Linked DNA regions of Mus musculus: regions 1, 2, 3, 5 and 6 are each linked to region 4. Evidence: chromatin contacts called from public Hi-C and HiCAR-type data. All regions are on one chromosome and are shown on one strand. Each heading gives the region's core, a stretch centred on a gene start, on an enhancer-like site or on the middle of the called end of the contact. The rest is flanking DNA. Distances are from core to core; before and after follow the strand shown.

What was found. A called contact is a pair of places that touch in the nucleus more often than the background predicts. HiCAR-type assays count read pairs that join an accessible place to other places.
Region 1: a contact with region 4 is called in a HiCAR-type map of astrocytes, with 3 times the contacts expected there. The contact joins the promoter of Peli1 here to the promoter of Ehbp1 in region 4. A contact is called at or near these places in 1 of 39 promoter capture datasets (liver), 1 of 484 Hi-C or Micro-C datasets (CD4 T cells) and 1 of 115 datasets of contacts at active chromatin or transcription factors (astrocytes).
Region 2: a contact with region 4 is called in a HiCAR-type map of astrocytes, with 4 times the contacts expected there. The contact joins the promoter of Lgalsl here to the promoter of Ehbp1 in region 4. A contact is called at or near these places in 2 of 39 promoter capture datasets (both in liver) and 1 of 115 datasets of contacts at active chromatin or transcription factors (astrocytes).
Region 3: a Hi-C map of B cells shows a contact between it and region 4, with 5 read pairs. The contact joins the promoter of Pex13 here to the promoter of Ehbp1 in region 4. A contact is called at or near these places in 4 of 39 promoter capture datasets (embryonic stem cells, hippocampal neurons, liver and 1 more) and 1 of 484 Hi-C or Micro-C datasets (B cells).
Region 5: a HiCAR-type map of astrocytes shows a contact between it and region 4, with 2.0 times the contacts expected there. The contact joins the promoter of Aftph here to the promoter of Ehbp1 in region 4. A contact is called at or near these places in 2 of 39 promoter capture datasets (liver and pre-B cells) and 1 of 115 datasets of contacts at active chromatin or transcription factors (astrocytes).
Region 6: a Hi-C map of CD8 T cells shows a contact between it and region 4, with 4 times the contacts expected there. The contact joins the promoter of 0610010F05Rik here to the promoter of Ehbp1 in region 4. A contact is called at or near these places in 2 of 484 Hi-C or Micro-C datasets (B cells and CD8 T cells) and 1 of 9 other capture datasets (liver).

What each region holds. Positions count from the first base shown.
Region 1 is chr11:21,089,574-21,093,755 of GRCm38.p6, forward strand. Peli1 (pellino 1) reads left to right here and starts at 1,751. Exons shown (of 7, transcript NM_023324.2): 1 at 1,751-2,105.
Region 2 is chr11:20,828,827-20,832,469 of GRCm38.p6, forward strand. It overlaps Lgalsl (lectin, galactoside binding-like), which reads right to left and starts at 2,282. Exons shown (of 5, transcript NM_173752.4): 1 at 2,148-2,282; 2 at 1,450-1,521; 3 at 1,212-1,300; 4 at 443-620. The coding sequence starts at 2,183.
Region 3 is chr11:23,663,549-23,667,782 of GRCm38.p6, forward strand. Pex13 (peroxisomal biogenesis factor 13) reads right to left here and starts at 2,335. Exons shown (of 4, transcript NM_023651.5): 1 at 2,199-2,335. The coding sequence starts at 2,296. Pus10 (pseudouridylate synthase 10) reads left to right here and starts at 2,444. Exons shown (of 18, transcript NM_028304.3): 1 at 2,444-2,905; 2 at 3,730-3,866. The coding sequence starts at 3,741.
Region 4 is chr11:22,284,761-22,288,431 of GRCm38.p6, forward strand. Ehbp1 (EH domain binding protein 1) reads right to left here and starts at 2,035. Exons shown (of 25, transcript NM_153078.4): 1 at 1,922-2,035; 2 at 728-1,114. The coding sequence starts at 831.
Region 5 is chr11:20,739,828-20,743,723 of GRCm38.p6, forward strand. It overlaps Aftph (aftiphilin), which reads right to left and starts at 1,729. Exons shown (of 10, transcript NM_001290545.1): 1 at 1,479-1,729. Gm46272 (predicted gene, 46272) reads left to right here and starts at 805. Exons shown (of 1, transcript NR_168691.1): 1 at 805-3,562.
Region 6 is chr11:23,632,250-23,635,953 of GRCm38.p6, forward strand. It overlaps 0610010F05Rik (RIKEN cDNA 0610010F05 gene), which reads right to left and starts at 1,382. Exons shown (of 22, transcript NM_027860.3): 1 at 1,244-1,382.

The DNA.
Region 1 (4,182 bases), core at 501-3,000, 1.2 Mb before region 4:
AAATAAAAAAAAGATGACATTCTTTAGCATATTACCCCCACCCTTCATGGGCTTAGCTGTCTCCTTCATTTTCTTGAAGTTTCCTCATGCCTCTCTCCCCAGTGTGCTTCTGCCACCGCCAGCAAATGTGCCATTAGCCTCTGTGTCCTCGAGCTCCCTGCTCCTTCACTGCTCTCTTCCACCTTTGCCAATAAAATACACAAACGTGGAAGCCGTGAGTCAGCCCACATTCAAATGATCTTTGAAGCACTTCCTGACCCTGCCTGAGTCTGAGGTAGTCTGAATTTTCCTATGACAGCATAGATCACACTGAGTCCATTTATCTGTCTCTTCCTTGGCAGAGAGAGGGGACAATGAATACAAAGTATGTCTCTTTTATATCTTTACAGCTCTATTTTTGAGGCCCAATAAAGTGCCTGGCACATAGTAAATACCTTTACTTGTTTTTTAGTATTTTATTTAAATATCTACATTAAATATTTTAAATACAGGTGTCTTGCCTGCATATATGTCTATGGGCCAATGAGGCCAGAAGATGGTGTTGGATTCCCTGAAGTTACAGGAGGCTGTGAGTGTCCACATTGGTGCTGGAAAAGAAGCCAGGTCCTTTGGAAGCGTGACCAGTGCTCTTAACTGCTGAGCCCTGCTGAGCCATTCTCTGTCTCCCGTGTACTTGTTTCTTAAATTACTTATTTCTTCATTGATCAAATAATTATGTGGTCTGTGGGCATCCAGGGTTTTTGATCCTAAGACTATTTGAAAATCCTTAGTTTCCCATCTTGAAATAGATGTCTGATTCCTTGGCATTAATGTTTTTTCTTCCAGGTTCTAGGTACTCTATTAAGGGAAACTGAGGCAAATTACCTGTAAACCTTCTGGAGAGCCAGTACTGTGTTTTCTCACACCACCATACATGCATACCTGGTCATTTAGAAAGGGTGTAAGACTTAGCTGAGCACAACATACCCATACCATGTTTCAAGGTGCCGTATGTTGTAATTTGATAGTGAGAAACTTGAATCGGCTAATACATACATTGAACAGTTCTGAACTCTCTCTACTTATCTTTTGAATATATATTTATGGAATCTGGATGTTTGAAGAACTATAGATTTTCAGATGAACAAATTGCAGTACAATGATCCAACAATGCTGTTAATGCTGAACTTGGGTTGGAATTAAATGTAACTAACCGAACAAAGAAATTACAGAATTCTGTTAATGGTCACGCTCCCTACAGTTTTATAACCTAATTGTTAAAACACTAAGAACAAGTAGATTTTTAGTACCTTGGGTAATTCTCTTGAAGGAGGCAAAGGAAGGGGGTATTTATGATTTGCAGAAGAAATCTAAACAACCAAGGAGACTGCCATGTCAAGAGGAAGTTAGATTTCACTGGGCACTTGGAAGTGGTTGGGGGTGGGGTGAAGCAGGAGGGACTGGCTGTGGGCAGGAACCCAATGGCACCAAAGACACAAGACCAGCCTTGTTTAGTCAACTACAGTCCAGAACCTTCAGGCTTAGTGAATGGGTGACTATGGCAACAGTCCCCGCCCCAACCCCCTTGCGCGTGCACAGCGCAGAGCCAGCAGTAGGCTCCTCCACAACAGATACTTTTTTTTTTCTCTCTCGGTAAAGAGAACTACAGTTCCCAAGAGCCCTCTCGGCACCGCCTCGCGATGTGGCCCTGCCCCTTACCCTTATGCCCCGCCCTCCCGCTAGTCCCGGTCCCTCCTTCCCAGTGTGTGTCAGTGACCCAAAGGCGGTTCGAGGCGGAGGGACCGTCGGGGGCGCCGCCGCCGCCTTCTCCAGCGCCAGCAACAGCAGCAGCAGCGGCAGCGACAACAGCAGCAGCGGCAGCAGCGGCCGTGCGGCGCCACCGGATCTGCCTGCAGCCCGGGGAGCTCACCACAAAGCGGGCCCGAGCCTCCCTCTCTAGTCCGCGCTCGGCTCTGCGTTCCACTCGGCCTCGCGGGGCTCGGCGGCTGGCGGGAAGGCGGCGGGCTCCGCTGGTGCCTGCGTTCAACCGGTGCTCGCGCCGCCCCCGCGCCCCGGGTGTCCGTGCGGCGGGCCGAGCTGGCGTTCCGGCCACCAGCAGTCGTCCGGTGAGTGCGGCGCGGGCGGCGAACGGGGGCGCGAGGGCCGGCGGCGCGGAACTTCCTCCGAGCCTTTGCCGGTGGCGGCGCGGCGGCCTGCGCGCCCGCCCGCCCGCGGGGAGGCGGCGGGGAGCAGAGTTTGCGGCGCCGCATCCCGCGCGGAGGGAGGAAGCGCCTTTGTGAGGAGCTGCCCGGAACGCCCTCCCCCACGGCTGGAGCGGGTGCGCGGCGGAGGGGAGCCCCAGCTCGGCGGCCCGGTTCTCGCTCCCGCGGCCAGGCTGCAGGCCGGCGAAGTGGAAGGGGAACAAAGGGGCGGTGGGCTTTTCTTTTGTTTGTGTGAATCTGATAACTTCTCAGCTTCCTTACGTAACACAGAATTCCAAGTTAGTCATTCTTTTTATTGTTATGATTATTGTCATCATCTCTGCGTGCCTCTACGTTTCCTTTCATCTTGGGAATCTCAGAGCATTTTAAAAACACTAATTAATTTCACCTCCCGGCCCTTGCCAAGCCCGTTTCCGTACGTGGGTAAACTGAGGTCCAGAAAGCCCTCAAATTGATGGATACGCTTGATGTACCGCGCTGGTGTCTGAGGCTCCGAAAGCGTTTATGAGTAATAACTCATTCTCCAAATGCCCTGTGGAAAAGTTAAAGATGCTCATTTTACTTACAGGTTAAATGAAGTCTGGAAGAAGTCTAGGTAATTGTTAGGTAGTTGAAACAATAATTCTTTTTAAATAGTATTTGAATCTTAAAACCTCAAAGGACTTTCTGAAAAATGTTCCGAGTGGTGAAGATACTGTAAGTCATCAACTCACTTCGCCATATATTATGTTTATATGTGCAGATCTCTTACAAAGTCAGACAACAATGATGAGGGAGGGGATAGTTTTTACTTAACCTACATTTAACATGTTTAGTCACTACTCACAATATGCTCGTTGGTTTTAGCCCCAGCACTCTTCCATCAACAAATATTGAGCATCTCATCCACAGGACGCTTTATTAAACCGAGAATTGAAGCTTTTGTGTATCAAAGGTTGTCTGTTTTGATTCAAAGGCTCTTTACTTTCGGGTAGTAGAGTGTTACTTTGTCTTCGTAGCAGGTGATCTTTTGTGTCAGATAGCACAATGTCTTTTCTCCACATTAACCGAGTTTGCCTAGTCGTGTGAATTTAAAGTTTTTGAATTGTGAACAGGGTGCAGTTCCTCAATTTCTTGTTTCGGTTTATGATGCATTTTCACAGGTAACAACATATTTCCCCAGAGTATTCAAATACACATACTTGAAACATTCTCCTTATTGTCTAAATATAGCATATAATTTCTTTGGGTTTCTTTCTTTCTTTTTTTTTTTTTTTTCACAGTTAACATCTGTAGTAAATACTCTGAGGGCAATTAATCTTTTAAACACTTTTGGTATCAAATGGAAGGTGTGAAAACTTTAAATCAAGTGTTATTTCTACAAGTTCTTTTCCTAAGTTGTATGAGATTTAGAACTGTAATAGCATTATTTTCATTTACACACTTAATTTAATTTTGTAATGCCCCCAGATTTTAAATCTAGTAGGTGTGTCAGAAAACGAAAGTGAGACTTTAGATATTTTTTCTTCTGTTCCCCAACCTATCCCCTTTCTGAAGTTTGTTAAGAGATCTGTTGAGCAATTTGAAAATGGAACACTTAAATGTATAGAAGATTGCTTATATGGTTATAGTGTTTCATCTGATAAATTTAAGGAATCTTAACCACCTAGGTTTTTAGTGTAAACTGGAAACCACCTTAGTTGGAGACTTGGCGGTTATTTGTGTGTTCCTTAAAATTAGCATTTAAGTAACCTTGTATTGACCTTTTCTGATAGTACTTACCAGCCAGCTCTACCAGGACCATTTGTACTTTTAAGGAACCCACTAACAACAGTGCTTTTGTCCTGTCCGATTCCAAGAGTCCAGAGGCAGAAGTTAGTGAAGTCTGGGTTTGCTGCCTTCCTGAGTTCTTTAGGATGCTTTAAAACAAATGGCTGAACATTACAGGGCAGGAAACAGAGCTATTGAGGCAGTTTTCAGAGGGAAGCCTCAGAGGGTTCCT
Region 2 (3,643 bases), core at 1,032-3,531, 1.5 Mb before region 4:
GGCCAGCCGGGGAATTTAGAGAGTTCCTGTTTCAAAACAGAAATCAAAACGAGGATTGGGAGTGTAGCTAAGTTGTAGAAACCTTAACTAATGTGCACAAGGTTCAGTCCCTAGCACCACCCCAGAAGTTAACAATAATTAATACCTCCGCACTGGCTAAGTAGAATTACAGTTAAGTACTTAGCAATTAGGTATGCATATATGCATCCATTAACTAAACATATGGTCTGAAGAGAATCAAGAGCTACTAAGGCAAGCATTAACATCTATCAGCAAACAGACTTCTTTTGTTGTTTTTTATTCTTTTCTCTCGGCCTCGAGACAAGTTCCGGGCAACAAATTTCTTGGACATGAAGAAATTCTTAAAGAGCTCTTGGCACACAGTAGATACAGAGTAAGTAGGGGCCCTGCCAACACTGCATCAGGCACTCAAGGTACCTACCCTGAACGGCTGGTCTGGGATGAATGGAAAGTAAGGGATTGCCGACTGCTCCTCGCCTCTTTCTCCTGAGATACAAGAGTTTCTGAGCAGCTGCCGGTCTGTGAACACAGCTTTGAGTTCAATTGCCACATCGGCAGGAGGATCTTCAGAGTCTCCACAGGTCAAGCTGATGGCAAAGCTAAAAAGAAAACAGTGTCACTTAGCCAGGAGTCAGATGTAACATTTTAACTTGACCCAGTTCCTCCTCCAGTGGGTTCATCGGCTTTTAATGGGCTGCTACTGTTTACACAGTTTAAACACAGACACTAAGGATTACACTCAAACCAATAGATTTTGTTACCTAAAGTAGGCTCTGGTGAAAACTCCAGTGGAACTGAAAATAATTACAACTGAAGACTTCAAATGCCTCAGGCCACCCTTGCATTAATCCATCTCAGAGTTCTCAAAAACAGCCACAGAACTTGACAAGGGAAACATCTTGTAAGTTTGGTTCTTATTTATTCTAACAGGTTTGGTTACGACTACCGTGTTTCAAAACCATAAAAAAAGAAGTCTTTTGGCCTTCTCAAGGGTCAAAGATTAACTGTAGGCCTATTTTTATCATCACTGATATAAATAGCTATCTGCAGAGATGATGGCTAGGATTGATACACATTCTTTTCATGGGAACATGGTACTTTCTTGGCACTCCTAACTAGTGACACTGTGCAAGTAGGGTAAGGGGAGGAGGCAGCCGCGGGACTCAGCAATGGCAGGGCTCTGCCCTTACCTTTCGGGGTTGAGATCTACGATGCCCATCACTAATACCTTCTTGCCTGGTCTCATGCCACCTTTAATGTGCCCACAAAATGGAACTATCTGCAAAGGAAGAGGGGAGAGACAGGATGTTTATGGGCTGTTAGAGACGAGCCAAACCCTCAGCCCTGAGAATCAGACCCATTAGAAAGCAAGGAAATGCACCAGAGGGGAAAAGGATAAAGGCAGAGACACGGAGCACATTGATTTACCAGTCGTGGGAAGTACACGTCGGCTTGAACTGGAGAACCCAAGGAGTTGTTTAAGTGCCCATCATCAAGTTTCTAAAAATAGAAGCACACAGATTGGCTTTCCACAGACCCTTGTTTATTAGGGAGTGAATGGAAGGATGAGGAATCAACACAAATCTGTAGTGATCCAGCAGCCCTCCACAGACACACATACATATGATGCCTCTTTATAGCCCATTAAATAACCGCGAAACAAAACCCGGCCTTTCCATCCGGTCTAAGCCTCTGATGATCCCCAGGCTCTTGAGACCGGATCAAATTCAAGGTCGCGGCCCACCCGGGAAGCAAAGCCCGTGTAGGTGGGCGGCAGGCCCCTCTCCAAGCACAAACGCTCCCGGAGTCTCTGCCCCCTGGCCTGTCCTCGGGGACGTGGCTGGAGTGCAGCGGCAGCGCTCGGCTTCTCTCCGGAGCCCCCGGCGCGGGACCGTTTCCAAAGGGGTAAATCCCGGACGCCGGGACCGCGGCCCCACACTAACCCACGTGCACGCACACGCGCCCAGCGCGCACCTGGCCGGCGCCCTCCTGCCCCGCGCCCGGGGCCCCCCGAGCTCGCACCCCGCGGCGGCTGACAGGTACCGCGCTTCCCGCGGCACCGCGGGTCCGTAGTCCTTGCCCCGGCCCTCTGAGCTACCCGCCTCGCGGGAGGCCGCTGCACTCACCACCACGGCGTCGCTGTCGGCCACCGACCCCGCCATGTTCCTGCAGCGAGCGCCGGGGACGCGGCGGCGGGCGCGGGTCCGAGCCGGGCGCGCGCACACACGGGCGCGCGTGCACGCCCCAGGCTGGCGCGGCCGCAGGCCCGGGAGGGGGAAGGGAGGCGGGCGGCGCGGAGATCGCGGCGGCGAGGGGATGACGGTGGCGAGGGCCGCAGTGCGTTGGCCTGGGGTGGCATTTAAAGGCGGCAGGGCTCGGCTCGGGAACCGAGAACCGGGAACAGGGCGGGGACGGGGCCCGGGAGCCGCGGCTTGCTAAGCGTGCCCTGCCCTACGGCCATTGGACCACGGCTGAAGGCCGGAGGGCGGTGGCCTGTCGGCGGGAAGGTGGGTGGGGCTGGGGAAAGGGGTGAAGGGAGGGCCCAGGTGGGCCAGGTGACAGGTGCTGGGGACACTCCTGGTCGGTACCCTACTCACTCACCTCCTTCCGCATCCTGGGGGACTGTGGGGGTGGATCAGGAGTGAGGTCGAGAGAAGGTGGAGGACTCCAAAGAGGAAGACCTGGTATGGCTTCTTTCAGAGAATTCCAACCTAGTGGGAGGAAAGATAGTTGCACTGTTTGGAGGAGAAGGAGAATGGAGGTCCAAGGCTTGTACATATTTGACCCTAAATAAAGAAGCAGCCAGGACTCTAGGGGGACAGTTTGCTGAGCGCCGACCAACCCTCTGTTCCCAGGGAAGCGCAGGCTAGTGTCGGGGTCCCGGAAGCATTCTTCAGCAGGTGCCCGGCCAAGCCGCAACTTGAAGTGGACACAGTTTCTGTCCTTAGCTATTTTACGTCACTTGCTTAGTTTGGGGTAATGGAGTCTCCAGTCCTTCTTTGTGTAATACTTCCTAGGGAATACACTCCTCTTTCACGCTAAGGCTCAGACTCCTGTAATGGTATCCTGACACTAGCATAATTATGTAACTTCTCAGATAAGGCTGTATCAACATACTCTCTATTAGGTGACATACTCGGCTTGCCCAATGCACTGTGTGAATCACCACACTAATAAGCAAGGAGCTTGAGCAAGTGAGCTGCTACAGTCCCAGAGGGGCCCTTTGGGGGACCTGGCGTCTCTGCAGCTTTTGTGTCCCTTTATGGACCAGTGCTAATCATGGTAATCTCTGTGGGACAGGGAACATGCCTGTAATCCACAGTCGGAGCCTTTGTGGAAGTGGTTCTCAGAATTAGAGACTGAAGAGTTGTCATTGTGGCTCCCATTTTGCTCCTGTTTACTCATCTGAGCTTGAGAATCACACCTATTAATTATTCTAACATACTAGGCAATTACAAGAAACTTGATATTTTAAAGTCATACTTTGATTCTCTGAATTTCTAAGAGTCAGCATAGGGAAAAAATCATTGAATTATTTGCTATTAGCTAAGCGTGGTACAATATATCATGGTTATTATAAAGGGCTGGTGTCTTGGGTCCAAATTTAGTTTCTTATTACTGA
Region 3 (4,234 bases), core at 1,085-3,584, 1.4 Mb after region 4:
AAATTATCAAAAAGCTACCAAAAGCAAAAAGCCAGGAACAAAATTAGGTCTCTTGATGTTAAGACAGATGATCTCTAGATTCCTTGCTAACAACAGTAGGCATTTTTACAGTTCAAAGCACATTAGATAATGCTTCTTGTACCAGATACAATGTTTAGAGGTTCTTAGCCTGTGGTCATAACCCTCTTGGCAACCTTTTATCTCCAAAAATATTTACATTATGATTCCTAACAGTAGCAAAATTATATTTATGAAGTAGCAACAAAAATAATTTTATGATTGAGGTCACCATAACATGAAAAACTGTATTAAAGGGTTGTAGCATTAGGAAGATTGAGAACCACTGGTTTGAAGATGAGTGTTCAAACAATATTTAAAGGTATAATTATGTTAAAAACTTTGGTGAGTTAAGAAAAATTCAGAAGGCGATTGCCTGTAAGTCCCAACACTGCGGAAGTTTAGGTAGAAAGACCACTGGGAGCTCAAGGCTACCCTGTCTCTCTGGCAAGACATCTGTCTAGGAAGAAAGAAAGAAAGACACACAGAAAGAAAGGAATAAAAGACAGAAAAAAAAAGAGAAATGAATAAGTGATTTCTTAAATACTTTGAGTACTGCATACTGTAGGTACTGAAATGGATGGAAAAATACAGATTATACGTGTATAGTTATATCACAGAGGACCTAGGTATTATATAAAATCTTTTTTTTCTTTTTTTTGGTTTATTTATTTTATTTTCAATATATAGCTATCTTCAGACACACCAGAAGAAGGCATTGGATCTCATGCCTTCTTGGATCACAACTCATGGTTGTGAGCCACCATGCTGTTGCTGGGAATTGAACTCCAGACCTCTGGAAGAGCAGTCAGTGCTCTTAACTGCTGAGTCATCTTTCCAGCCAGCCCCAATAAAATCTTAAAGAGAAAAATCATCTACCTAAAGAAATAAAATGTTAACTTTTCAATAAAAAAATTTTCAGTGCAAAATTTTCTCATTAAAAAACTGATATAAAGACAAAAGTATAATTTAAAAAAGGAATCCAATATCACATAGGAACATAAATCTTAAAATAATACAGAATCCAGGACAGTATATTAAAAAAAGGAAGCTAAGTAGGTTCATTTAAAAATGCAAGATAAGTTCAACATTAATGGAATAACCCATAATTGCATACCATTAGTAAAACAAATATAAACAGGTACAGAAAACAATCATAAAATTTAAGGCACATACAACAAAACAACAACAAACCCAGAAGGCTAAGTAATGTTCAGAGAAGTTTAACGGGATAGCAAAGAACACACTTAGAAACATTCTAATGAAAGTATCACCAATAAGTGTTGCTTTAACACGAAAAATACAGCTTATCACTCTAATTGTATCTATTAGTTACTGTGCCCAAGTGTTTTAGTACTTTTAAAAGAGCACCAGATTTTCCAATAAGAGAAAAGTACTCCAACGTACAGAGATTTTTACGCGCCAGGAAAACGTACAAACTTGCTCTGAAATCATGTCGCCTGGATTAAGGTATCTATTTATCCAAAGAAAACACAGGTTCCTGAAACTCTAATTCTGTTTTAAATTTTTAAAAGTTGCAGACCCATTTGTTACTGATTTAAATCAAAGCAAATAAAAACTTTATAGGCCTTAGACGACAGTCACACACACAATTTTGTACACAAAGGCTACCCACAGACCTCGAATTCCTGTCTTAGAATTCTTTCAACCCTCAACCTAAACGTTAAGTTATGCTAGAAAAGAAAGCCAAGGGTAAGAGCTTGGATTCCATGTTGCGTAAACGTGACCTTTGGGTCGTTCAACCAACTTCTGGAGAGGCTGTAAAGCTTTTCCATGACTTTTGCTCTCTATCCTTGTCCTGGCTGGGCCAACGTCGCGCTCGGCAGCAGACCCAAGCTCGTCGCTTTGAAGCGGGTCAGGCTGTCCCGCCCCCCCATGTCCCGCAAAAGCGAAAAGGCAGGGAAGCGCCGCTTTTCTTTCTAGCTCCTGCATCCGTGGGGCCGGCGGGGCGCCCGGGGGAAGAACGGGCGGTCGTACAGCCAGCAGACTCCAGACCCGCTCTGCACTCGCCCCGGGCCGGCAGCGGGAAGCGACGCCTCCCCCCAATAACGGCTTCAACCGCCTCCTGCCAAGTCCCCGCTCTGGCCTCCAAAGTCGCGGCCCAAACACCTCACACTCACTGGTAAGTGGGGCCGGGGCCGGAGCCCGGCCCGGGGCCGGCCCCGGGAATTCTGCGAGACTCCCAGGGTTTGGGGGGCGGCGGCGGCTGGGAGGCCATCTCTCCGCCAGCTCCGCTCCGGCTCAGGGAAGCGACTGCGACGGCTGGGTGAAGGAGCGCCTCGCTTGCCAGGCACGACAGGCAGAACACCGAGCCCTCCGCCCCGCCCACGCCTGACGTCAGGCCAAGGCGTGTGGTCAGGCGAAGCTGGAGGAAGGAGGAAGGGAACAGCTAATTTGCTGGGGTGTGGGAGGGGGTCGGGAGTCGGGAGAGCGGGACGTCCCTCTTTCTTTTCCCTAGTCTGGGTTTCAAATTTGAGTAGGGGCTCATCGACGTTTCTGGCAGCAGCTACTACGACCTAGGTGCCGAGTCCGTCGGAGGCTCCTTTGCCGGCCGACCCTTTAAGGCTAGCAGTAAAGCCCCTCGCAGTCTTTCGTTCGTAGAGCTAGGGGGAGTGCAGGCTGCCAGGCGGACAGCCTTACAGGTCACCGTGTAAGACGAGGGGGTTCCTGCATTCCTCTCGTGAGGGGCCTGGTACTTTCGTTGTAAAGCTCTGGTTTTCTTGGGGAACACAACGGCTGAGCGCAGTAGGTGCGCTGTCTTTACTCTTCCCCGTTCCCACCCAGGGCCGAAAAGGGTTAAGACTCGGCTGCGGCATCTTGGGAGAAGGTAAGGCCTAGGAAGTACGAGGTGAGGGGTTAGGGACTGGGTGTCGAAGAGGCGTAGCTGCAGTCCCTTTTGTTTGTTAGTCAGGTGGAGTGAGTGGTAAGTTTCTAGAACCTCAGCACATAGAGTTAAGGGCTTGTTTGGCCAGAACAGAGCTTTCCCCTTACCTTTCCCCTACTCCCATGCCAGAGGACGAACTATGCCTGTGCAGGAGGAAATGCATTAAAAAAGATCTTATGGTGTGAAACTCAAGACTGTTTCAGCTACCCCCCTCTCCCCCGCTGGCTTTGATTCTCTATTTAGCCTAGGTTAGCTTTGAACTCATGGAGATCTTCTTGTTTCTTGTGTACTGAAATTATAAGCGTGAGCGCTTACACCTGGCAAGAAGATGCATTTTTACATAATTATTTCCAACTCCTCATAGACTCTTTACTTAACATTAAATTAATAGGTTAAGTGAACTGATAGACGGGATTATGAAACTGAAATAAATACTTGGCCACATGGAGTTTCTTGATTTTTTTTTCTTTAATAGAGTATATTCCCATATTGTAAGTACTTCCTTGAAAGGTTTACACAGGCAACCCTGAGTGGTCCCAAGTCCCGGAATCGGAAAGTTTTTAATGTCATGTCCAGAGCAAGCTTGTCTTTCTTTGTTCCTCTCCCCTGTAATCCACATACTCACTTAGTCAAGTTCATATTTTAGAATATAGATATGACAAGCAGTATTTGAAGGGTACAAAATAGAATTTTTCAAATGAAAGCTTTTCTTTTTAAGGACATAAATACAGCACGTAGCTGTAGAATACTGAAAGTGCTCATTTTAGTTTCTTCTAGTATGCTTCCACTGACTGAGGAGAACAAGCACGTGGCACAGCTGTTGTTCAGTTCTGGCACCTGTCCAAGATGCATCTTAAGATTCTGTGGTGTGGATCTTCCCGCACCTTACAAACACCCATCCAAGGTATATTCTTTTTAAATTAAAGAATGTTTTTTTATAGTTTGGAATGAATGTCACTAGCTTTGAGTCCTGTGAGTAACATATAATTCCACTAAAAAAGGAAGATTATCAGCTATTGGATGGGTCACACGGCCCCCAATGGAGGAGCTAGAGAAAGTACCCAAGGAGCTAAAGGGAACTGCAACCCTATATGTGGAACAACAATATGAACTAACCAGTACCCCGGAGCTCTTGTCTCTAGCTGCCTATGTATCAAAAGATGGCCTAGTCAGCCATCACTGGAAAGAGAGGCCCTTTGGACTTGCAAACTTTATATGCCCCAGTACAGGGGAACGCCAGGGCCAAAAAGGGGAAGTGGGTGGGTAGGGGAT
Region 4 (3,671 bases), core at 785-3,284:
TGTGGTAGTGCTTAATCGCTATAATAAACTAAAATTCAAAAGACCATTTGCTTAAGATTAACTTTTGTCCCTCACTATGTAAGGATTCTCGTTTCTTATCATTCATAGTAGTAAGAGAAAACCCTAAATTTACTTTCCTCAAATGGAAAGAAAGAGGCAAATGACAGACCATTGCCACTAATTGCTTCCTTAAATCCTGCCAAGAAATGTATCCCATTAGGCAATTAAAAGAAAAGACAGTTGCCTGACTAAGCACTTCACAAGAGAATCTCTAAGGTTGTGTGCACTGGCATTCCATTATTCAAATACTGAAAAATACTCTAAGTAAAATGAAAAAAAAACAACAAAATAAAACCGCCATTCTATATGATATAAATTTCTATATTGAGACATATGTGATGTTAAGATAACCATTCTCTGTTTAAAATTATAAAAATAAAGTTATTCTAACACCAATGATAAATGACCATAAGACCAAAACTACTATACTTAGGTGTGTTCTCAGTTGTAGTCCTCTGAGACGATCTGAAATGGAGTGATTAAAATCCACAGAGACAGTACCAGCAACAACAGTGCACACACAGTACTTGTTAGAGTATCTGCACCGTCCACAGCTTCTACACACTTGTGTACCACTGCAAGGTAAACTGGCTACCAAAAGACCCACAGTCCAAGCTACAGGATGGTTAGGCAACAAGACATTAATCTACCCCTAAGCACGTCTTACCATTTCTTTGTACATTCAACCATCAGCTCCTGGTAGGAGGCCACAAACTGGAACTTGGATGCATGTTTTCCCACACGCTGCAGTCGCTTCCAAACTGAAGCCATGGTGATAGGCCAAGAGACTGGAACAGTTCTGGATTAGCAACACAGCAGCTTTGATAAAGCACACGAGCCTTGCATGTATGTCAGTACTTTCAACAAAAACTAGAACTTGAAATGATGCTTGGCGTCCATAAGTCTTCTCCCTGTCTCACAGGGTAAATCCTATCTTAGATCAATGGCCCAGTCAAGAACAGCTGATGTACAGGACAGGATGACTGAGAGGAGGTTCCCTCATGGAGACATCATCATTCCACTTCAGGGACTATATGACGTGGGTTCTGGAGAACTGAAAAGCAAAACACAGACAGAAAGAGAAAGAATATGAGGACAGACGCATGAGAAGTGTTAGATAAGACCGAAACAACCTCTGCTATCTGCGTGGTTTTCAAACAATGAAACAAAACCCCGGCCTCAAAAGCCAGTAACATCAAGGATGGAAGATACTAAGGAAGAAATGACAAATCACACCGAAGACAGGCGGCAATACACCAGGTTGTCAGAACCAACAATTGAGAGATGCCAGTCGGGCCCTGCCTTCCCTACCTAGCATAGCAGAAGGAAGAACAGGGCGGGAAAGTCAGGATGCTGTTTGATATATCTACCACCAGTTAGGAGTTATTTTTTAAATAAACTTTATTTTTCAGCTGATAATGAATAGCCTCGAGCTACTGAATATGTACTTAGCACAACCAGGGTGCAGGGAGAAATGCTGGTTCTGTAGGAGAGGGAAATGGATGGAGAACTAGCAGTGGAGGGAAATCTCACGGCAGAGAGAGGGCAAGGTCCCAGCTCCAGGCCACTTTGCTTCCCCTTCACCTTGGCTGCCAGGAGGAGGGGAATGGAAACTCCTGCCTGGGCTTGAAGCGATGACCAGCCAGGCCAATGGACAGTGCGAGGTGCGGTGCCTCCCTCCCCCATCAGGGGCAGCCGGCCTGAGCCTCGCCTCCTCACGCACCGAGTGCAGACCCCTGTCTCTCCGCAGAGACAGGCGTTGCCAGCTGCGGTCCCTGTCACCCAAGCCTTGCTGTTAGACCCCAGCCTCGGTCCCCGAACCCCGGCCCCTCCGCTCGTCCACTCCAAGCCCTCCTCACACCTCTAATCCCGCTGTCCCCTCCTTAGAGCCGCTCCTCGGTCGCCGCCGCCTCAGAAGCAGCTACCGCCACCGAGTCCTCCATCCCTGCTGGAGCCGCGTGGAACAGCGAAGCCCGGCGCGGTGCTCGTTTGCGGGAGCCGGGGTCTGCAGCTTCCCGGGCGGACGACGCCCGCCCCCTCCCGGAGCAGCGCCCCCTCCCCGGCAGAGCGCCCAGCGACCGTCCCCCTCCGGCCCGCCCGCCCGAGCGAGCCCTGCCAGAGCCGCGGTTCAGCGCCCAGATCCCCCTCCCCCGCCTCCCTCGGCCGCCACCACCATCATTACCTCCCCCGCCGCACCTCTCACACTAACCCTACCCACGGCGGCTCAACCTCCGTCCGCCTCGCCGCCATTGGCCGAGTCTGCGGGAGCCCCGCCTCCTCGGCGGGCGGGCCTTAGGACGAGCGAGGCACTCCATTGGTAGATCTTCATGCCGGTCATAGGGGATCCACCCCCCCAGTTTTTTTTTTTCCCTTAGGTGGAACCCGCCCGGTCTACCCTCTTCTTCTTTAAAAAAAAAAAAGTGTAAATCACGAAGGACGATCCCGCCCATTCCCTGGAATGGTTGAGGGCAGCGGGAGGCGGGAGGACTAAGAATGTTTATAGTGAACTGGAAAGCCATTGCAGAAGGTGGCTGTCCGTCAAAGGCGCCGTGGCTGCTGGGCAGGGTTTCTGGCTCCTGGTGTATGAACTGAGCAGAGTCTGATTCCAGCGGCTGCCAGAGACACTGAGGTGCTGTGGTTTCTCTCCTATTCTCTCCCATCCCCACCCACGAACTGGCTGCTCCTCTCCTGCGCCACTAGCAGCCAGCGGTTTTGCACACACAGCCTTTATTTCACTCAGTTCTTTCCGAGTTTTTCCCTGACCTTGCCAGGAGCCTGCCCCAGGTTCAAGGAGGGCTAAACTGGACATAAATGTTTACAGTACAGTCTCTTCTTGTCCTCATTCTCAGCATTTCTTTGAATCTTGCATTCTCGTGTTCCTTTGCGGTCTCATTATCCTCTGGTATGAGCTGTGGGTGGATTAGGGAGTGGTTGACTATGTGGAAAGGGTGGTTAAAGGCAAGGGAGAGGACGAAATAACTTAATAGTTTGAGAGCAATGTTGTTTACGTCTATTAAGAGGCAGCTGACATGGCCTGAAACTGTATTTCCAGAGGTTAGCATGGTTTTCCTGCTTCAACATCCAGGTTACTGAGATCGCTGAGATGTTAGGTGTACACCCTTGACATCACAAGTATATAGCACAAGATCCCTTTTGAGGCTGTGAAAGCTATAGACTTCTCAAGGGGCAGAAAATATCCATCCTATCCAAAAAACAAAAATTTGCTTTCAGCCTTAGATGTTTCACAGACATCTAAGGTGTAGAGAAAGAATGAAGAATAAAATTACAACTTTTCGGGACTAAACAGTAAAGTCAAATTAAGGAAGCTAGGGATGTACCTAAGAAAGGGGGTATGAGAGAAAGGGGGAGTCAGAAGAGGGCAGGGAAAGGAAGGGGAAGGGGAGAGAGGGGAGCCGAGAGTCAAAAAAGCAAAACTCAGCAATTCCTCCACAAGGAATGAGCAAAGAGTTTGGAAAGAAGATGGAAGCAAGCATGAAAAAGGCAAAATGCAAATTGTTTTCGGACTAATTCCTAATCTTATTAAAGTTGGAGGCAAATTTGTTAAACTGACTTTAAAGTTGTTGGTGTTCTGGGGAGGATTCTTTGTAGGA
Region 5 (3,896 bases), core at 479-2,978, 1.5 Mb before region 4:
AAGCAGGACAGCTTAAAAATAACTTTAAAATAATGTTTTATAGTAGAATCACCTAGATTGTGAGTTTTCATAGACAATTGGGTTCTACAAAATTTACCAATGCCATTATGGATATATCTTTGTGGAATTATTTTCATTATAGCTTCTAGGTCAAAAGATCAGATAACATTAAATTCAAGTGCCCTACATATTATGAGTCTTATTAAATTTTTTCCAGGAGCTTTTTAATGATTTAAAAATATGTCTCTAAACATCAATAGATAAATCTGATACACTATATCTAATAAGAATCTAGTAAGTGCTATTTACTGATCTAGAAATTACAATGCTGGATCTAACTTGCTATTCGTGTGAGAGATATCCATGTATATGGCTACCATAGGTACTTTGTTTTAACAAATACACTTCTGGAGAGTGTTAAAAATGATCCCTACAAATGCCAACGTTTAGAAACTTATAAAATATGGTAAACTAGGCTGCTTATATCAACGCATTAGAGTTGAAGCAGAGTTCCCCCTAGAGTTTAGTATATATTTCTCTAATAGTTCAACAAATGTAAAATCTGATTTGAACCTTTCCAAAGTTCCTATCCCCACCACTATCCCCCCCCCGCAAAAAAAACACCTCGTGAAAGATATTTATGCCCTGAAGTTTGAGTAAAGTTTTACTTCTTTTAGTAAGAACTCTGAAACAGAACCAACGCTCCTTTGACGCTCCCTGCCCCCTCCCCGTTAATATTTACATGTATGAGTCAGTTCTTTCCTCAACCGCAACAGATTCAGATTCAGAGGGACATCACGCTATAACTTGAATAAACCAACAAGGTGGGGGCGGTAGGAAGCACAACTAGTCTCCGTTTCCAAAGGGAAAAAGAACCCACCACCGTTCACCCTCTGTCCCCGGCAGCACCTGCCACGTCGGGAGCTTAAAGAATAATGGCTCAACTTTCGGACGCAAGGAGGGAGAAGACACAGATAATTTCCTGAGGAGTGCCTAAAAGGTCCTCTCCGCAAGGGACACAGCTCTGGGCCGTCTCTGTCCGTTGGAGCATTCAGAGACCCTTCGAGGCGGCACAGTCCTGCAGCAGCCGGCCTCGGGCCTCCGCGAGGCAGACAGTGTTTACACCTGTCACGAGGGAGGTGGGAGCAGGAGGACGCCGGAGCGGAGCCCCAAACTTCTACACAGCGGCCGGGAGGGAACCCCGGCGCGCAGCTCGGGGCGGGTGGACGGCGAGAGGCAGGGCGGGCCACGGCGGCCGGGAGGGCACGGCTGGCTCTCCTCGGCCGAGCCTGGGATGCCGAGCGCCGTGCCACTCGGCTTCGGGCGCTGCCAGCGGCGTTCCGCACCCGCGGAGAAGAGCAGAGCCCGCGCCGGAGCTCGCAGGCCCGCACGCGGGCCGACGCGGGCAGGCGCTCCAGGCCGGGGCGACTAGCCGGGCCGGGTCCTCCGCACCCCGGGAGCGCGGCGGCAGCACTCACCTGGCTCGTCCCGGGCGGCCGCGATGGGCATGGCTCGGCGGCCCGGGGAGGAACTGGCTCCCCGGGGAAGGACCGGTTACTCGGACGCTGAGCTGGTGAGGGCGGAAGGGGAGCTGTTCCCAGCCCTGTCAGCGGCGCGGCGCCATGGACGCCCACCCGGAGTTTCAGCGCTGCCGCGGGACCCCCATCCCACTACCCTCCGCCCTCTTCCGCCGCCGCCGCCGCCTCCGCCTCCTCCTCCTCCGCGGAGACCCCCGCCCACTCCACACACTCTCCCATCATGCAGCGGGGAACCGCTGCTGTCCATACGTCACTTCCGGGCGCAGGTGGCTAGGTCGGGGCCGGGCGCTGGTGGGTGCCGGGGTGGGGGAGGACACTCCAGGGGAATTAGTGTCACAGACTTCTTACTTCTGCGCAGGCGCCGTCGTGTGGAACGACGTTCGCCATTTTGGTTGCGGGCAAACGGTCTTTTTTCCGTACTCACTGAAGTGTGGGCTGGGGACGTCCTCCCTCCCCTCCCGACCCTCTGAGGCAGCGCTCCGGGCCACAGACCTGAGCTTCTCTCCGCCCAGTACTTTCCCGATGAGCCGGGGAGAGGGTTAAGTTCCGCCTTGGAATAAAACTGCAGACGTATGGAAATACGGAACCAGATCTCTGCTGAAAAACCGGCTGGACAACATTCAGCAGCTTGTCCTTTTTGCCCGGAATAAAAGACTTTCATTCCCTTCCCTTTTTATGTAAGCCAACAAAAGAGGAAGCTGTTATTTAACAAACGAGAAGTGATTGTCCTACTTAAGACGAGAAGTCAGCAGGCAAACTAACAAATGGTCTTCTACAAAAATCAGTCCAGAATTGTGTTGGTGTTTGGAGAAGATGATCATTTTCATACATCTTTCCAATCAACTTGTGCATTTGAGCGATTCTATACAATAGAGGTCATAAGAGGTTTTTGTTTCCATCGGTTCCTGAGCAATTGGTCTTTTTTTAATAACATCTCCCCGTCCTTTATTATGACTCTGTTAGAAACCATTCCACTGTAAAACTCAGACAAAGCTGCAGGATTTTTATTCCTGTCTCAGACGGTGAACCCTGGACTCTACCCTACAAACCCTGAGCCCTGCCGGGTTCTCTTTCTGCCCACGCTGAATTATTTAAAATAGTTCCCAAACCGCAAAGCTCAGCAGTAACCGAAAGGAACAAGGACTGAAAACACCCGTCATCTCAGAGAACTGTCTAGCCCTTTGACTGGAGGAATTACACACGTTGAAAAAGATAAGGACAATAGCAATTCATCATGGTTTATCCTGCCTCTGCAATGTTCTAGACAAATTAACTTGAAGAACTAAAATAGACCCTCATTTGTCTCCTCACAATTCAGTCATTGCAAGATAACAGAGACTGCATTGCTGCTTTGTGGTTATGCTGAATATTTTTGTTATTGGCCAGTCACTGAAGTGAGAAAAATCTATATGGCTTGTCAAATTTATTCCTTTTGTATTTCGCCCCCTGCTGGTGTAGCTCGTGTGCAAATTAAAAAAAAAAAGTATGTCACTGTAAAACATGTTTATTGTCTGAGAATGAAAGTAAAAAAAAATGCGTGTAAAACTGAAAATTAATTTATTTCAGACAAACATATGTTTGTTTTCACTTGATAAATCTACCAAATAAGTACTGACTAAGATCCGAAGGAAACGTTTGAATGATGATTTTCAAATAATTTAAACCAATCAAAAATGTTTAATATAGTGATTCTAAACATTAAAAGGAAACCGTGCAGTTTGGGAAAGTATCTTCCCGATTTCACAAATTATATGATTACCAAATGATTATCTTTGTTAGGTAAGTGAAGAGGCTAACTCTGTTTACTTAATTTTTTTTTTTTTAAATCCATGGAAGCTGAGTAGCTATTTGTTCAAATGACTTGGGAGCACAATCAACCTACCTGTAATTGGATACTCTTACATGTGATTATGACATTTGGCATCAAGAAAAGAAAAACGCCTGACCACTTCTAATTTTTTCTCCTATTCAGCCTTGTTAAACAACTGAAATCATAATAAATAGTAAAGTTTATACTTATATTACCCCTTTTAGTCAAATGTTACATTGTAGTGCTATTGTTTACCTCTTAGACACTCAAATTTCTTTGACCTCTAAAAGCTCTTCCAGGGGGGAGGCTCTGTGAATCATACCTTAAGTAGAGAAACCTGCATCACACACAACACAGAGGGAAAACCCCTGGTTTTCTACTTTTATTTTGAACCAGGTTCTCCTATAACCCAGGCTAGTTCTCAGCCTGTAAACTAAAGAGGATCTTGAACTGATCCCCTATCTCTACCACCCAAGTGCTGTGATTACAGGTATGTGTCACCATGTCCACTATTTTTAAATTTAATGAAGTAGATGAACTACCTCTAC
Region 6 (3,704 bases), core at 132-2,631, 1.3 Mb after region 4:
GGAGAAAAGGCGACTAAACAGTTTAAAGTAGAACTCAAGACAAAGACCCCTTGTGTGCTGCTTTTTCACTTTTAACTTTCAGATATTTAATTAAAATTTATTTTCTGTTTTTGGTGGTGGTGGTGGCAGTGTACTCCACAAATGAGCTAAGTTCCCAGCACTTAATTAAAATAACAAGAAAGATGTCTCCATCAAATTCTTAAAAACTTGTATATTTCAAATATAATACTCATTTATTCGTGGTAATGGATGATTTAAGTAACTTGGGTGTGAATTTTTTTTCTGTTGACACAATTGAATCTTTCCAATCAAGGGAAAAAAACTACTGTGTATTCTAGTTAAACTAATCTCTGAGAATGTTTCCTTTAGGGTATGAATAACATACAGTCTTAGAACAGCTGGCACATGCATCTCATTCTGGAGAAAGGTATAAACGTATAAAAAACTATGACCAAAAGAAAATATCTAAAACTCAAAATTATCCTCTCATGCATGACACCATACTTTAAAAGTGTTTAAGGTATAATATATTTAGTAAATAAATAACATTATTTACTAAAATATAAAAATTCTATTGTTTTAACATTTTACACCTTTAAAGAACATAACCTATTCCTTATTTTGGCTTATTCATATGGACAAGCATCTGCTTTTCATTTTTCAATGAAAAGGGGGCTCTTGATCTTTCCCTAGGCAGAGGAGGGAGTGGAGGTGGGGGGTGGTCACAGGGACAGGTGGAAGGCCTCTGGCACAGCAGAGGGAGGCTGTTAGTCCTGATCTACAACAGACTTCCTGACTCTCATCCACACGTGTGACCCAGCCGGTTGGCTCTGATTCTGAAAGACCGGACATCACTGCCCACCCGGGTAAGTAGCCTTTCCAAGCCCGGGTCCGAGGCTCCCTGCGCGGCGCGTCCTCGGGACCGGGATTCCGCGGCGTGGACACCGACTCGAGGCGCGGGCTGGAGAGGAGCAGACAAAGGCATCGGAAAGCAGCCTGGCGGGGACTGTGAGGGCCGGAGTCCGGCGACCGAAGCTGGGCTCCGTCGCCAAGAGCGTAGGCGAGGGCGGCGGCGGGACGGGGCCGCAGGCAGCGCCCGGGCGTCCGCGGGCTTCCGGGCAGCGGGGCCCCGCACCGCCCGCCCGCCCGCCAGTCCGCCCGCCCGGATGGGCAGCGGCGCTCCCGGCCCTCGCCCCACTCCAGCTTCCGAGTGGGTGCCCCAGCCTCTCAGCGTCTCTCTCACCTCCACAGGGCCGCGGCGGCCCTCACCGCGCCGGTGTCACCTGCAGCGGCCAGCACCGCCCGCGCTCGCGCCCAGAACGGCGCGACCCGGCGCACACGCCAGGCTGAGGCGGCCTCACGAGCCGCGGCCGCACCCGCCTGCGCCCGCTAGCCAGCCGCCCAGCAAGAGCGCCGAGGGGCGGGGCCTGATCGACGCGCCCGGGCCAATCGCAAGCTAGCGCCGCAGCAGAGCATCCAATGAGCGACGAGATCCTGCGGGTGGGCGGGTGCGGGCGGTGCCAGAGTGCAGCCCACCGCTGCACAGAGCCTGCTCTTCACCCTGCCCTCTCTGGCTCGTCCTCTCTGGCCTGTCGCAGTGCAGCGTCCCCACTCTCTTAGCGTCATGTCTCTTAGCGACTAGGTCCTCAGCGCTTGATCTTGAACGTGGGAGATAAAGGGAGCTCGAATGAAAAGAATAAATCTTTCCCTGTCACTCATTTTGCTATAAGCTGCTTAGGTTCAACAGAAAAAATATATGATTGGATAGGGCGTTGGCTGGGACTTAGAAACATACTGTAAACTGAAAAGCTGGCGACTTCTCAGATATAGTGTGGCAAATGTTCCAGTGTTAAACTTGGAAGGCTGATTGATGTTCAGTCTTAGAGCACTGATGGAAATGTATTAGTGGCCAGATGTGAGTTTTCGTTGGCAATCACTCCATGGTTCTGGCAAGATTAAACTAAAACAGTGTCCACTAATAAACCTGTTTGCAAGCAGAGAGAGACAGAGACAGAGAGAGAGAGAGAGAGAGAGAGAGAGACAGAGAGAGAGAGAGACAGAGACAGAGACAGAGACAGTGAGAACGAGCAATGTATTCAGTGTAAGCTGTATATCAAAAAGAATATAAGTAACTCTCAATGTTATGGTTTCGATCAAATCTTCATTTCTTTTTTGTTTCCCAGAGGAAGTTGAACGTTTGTTTGTTTTTTGTTGTTGTTTATTGTTTTCTCTTCAATCGCCTTATCTGCCAAGGCTTTCCTCCTACCACTCAAATAGATCTCCCTTCCCACTGGGGGGAGGTGGTCTCAATGTGCAGGTAGAGTCCAAATTATGCCCAAGGAATGAGGCTTCCACATTTGATAATGGGCCTCAGACCTCAGCGAAGCTCCGAGTAGCACGGTGAGAGAAGCACTTGGATCATTTCGCAGGCTCAGGCTTCCTGCTGGGAGCGAATGGTCCCTGTCTTGCTCTCAGGAGAACATGTGTTCACATTCAGCTTGAACTTCAGTGGCTGCACATAGAGCTTTCGACCTCCAAGTCAGATAAGTGTGGCAGCAGATAAGCCACGGTTTCTGCTTTATGAATGCTTCGTGATGCCCAGGTTTTTGTAACCAGACTTGTGAAGGGCTCATTTGTCAAATTAATGCATGCAGTAAAGGAAGCCTATCATCCATGGAACATTTATATATGCCAGGTATGCATCTGTTATCTACTTTAATCAACATGGCACACTACGAAGGTTATACAATTACTTTTTCTTTTCTTTTCTTTTTTTTTTTTTTGGTTTTTCGAGACAGGGTTTCTCTTTATAGCCCTGGCTGTCCTGGAACTCACTCTGTAGACCAGGCTGGCCTCGAACTCAGAAATCCACCTGCCTCTGCCTCCCGAGTGGTGAGATTAAAGGTGTGCGCCACCATGCCCGGCTACTCTTTTTTTTAAACAATAAAATAAAATACAAGATAAAACAAAAATTAACACACCAGAATTGGACAAACAGAAGAAAAAGAGACAAGAGAAAGCACAAGAGACAGAGACCAGCTTGCTCACACAGCAATCCCATAAAAACACTAAACTGAAAGCCATAATATATGTGCAGAGGGCCTGTTGCAGCCCTGTGCATGCTGCTTCAGTCTCTCAAGTTCTTGTGTGCTTGGCCATGTTGGTTTAGAGGGCCTTGTTTTCTTGGTGTCCTCCGTACCCTCTGCTGCTTACACTCTTTTCTCTTCCATGGGTGCCCTGTCCTCTGAGGGGAGGAATTTGATGGAGACATACATACCATTTAGGGCTGAGTGTTCAGAGGTCTCTCTCTCTCTCTCTCTCTCTCTCTCCCTCTCTCTCTCTCTCTCTCTCTCTCTCTCCCTCCCTCCCTCCCTCCCTCCCAGGGGAGGAATTTGATGGAGACATACATACCATTTAGGGCTGAGTGTTCATAGGTGTCTCTCTCTCTCTCTCTCTCTCTCTCTCTCTCTCTCTCTCTCTCTCTCTCTCTCTCTCCCTCCCTCCCTCCCTCCCTCTCACTCTCTCTCTCTGTAGTTAGTTTAACCCTAGGTCTCTGGTCTCAGTTTCTTGGTCAACTAAGCAGTGTGGGGTATGAATTTTGTCTTATAGAGTGGGCTTCAAGGCAAATCAGACACTGGATGGCTATGCCCACAAGCTTTGTGCTACCATTAAAATAGCATATCTTCTGGGCAGGACACCCTTGT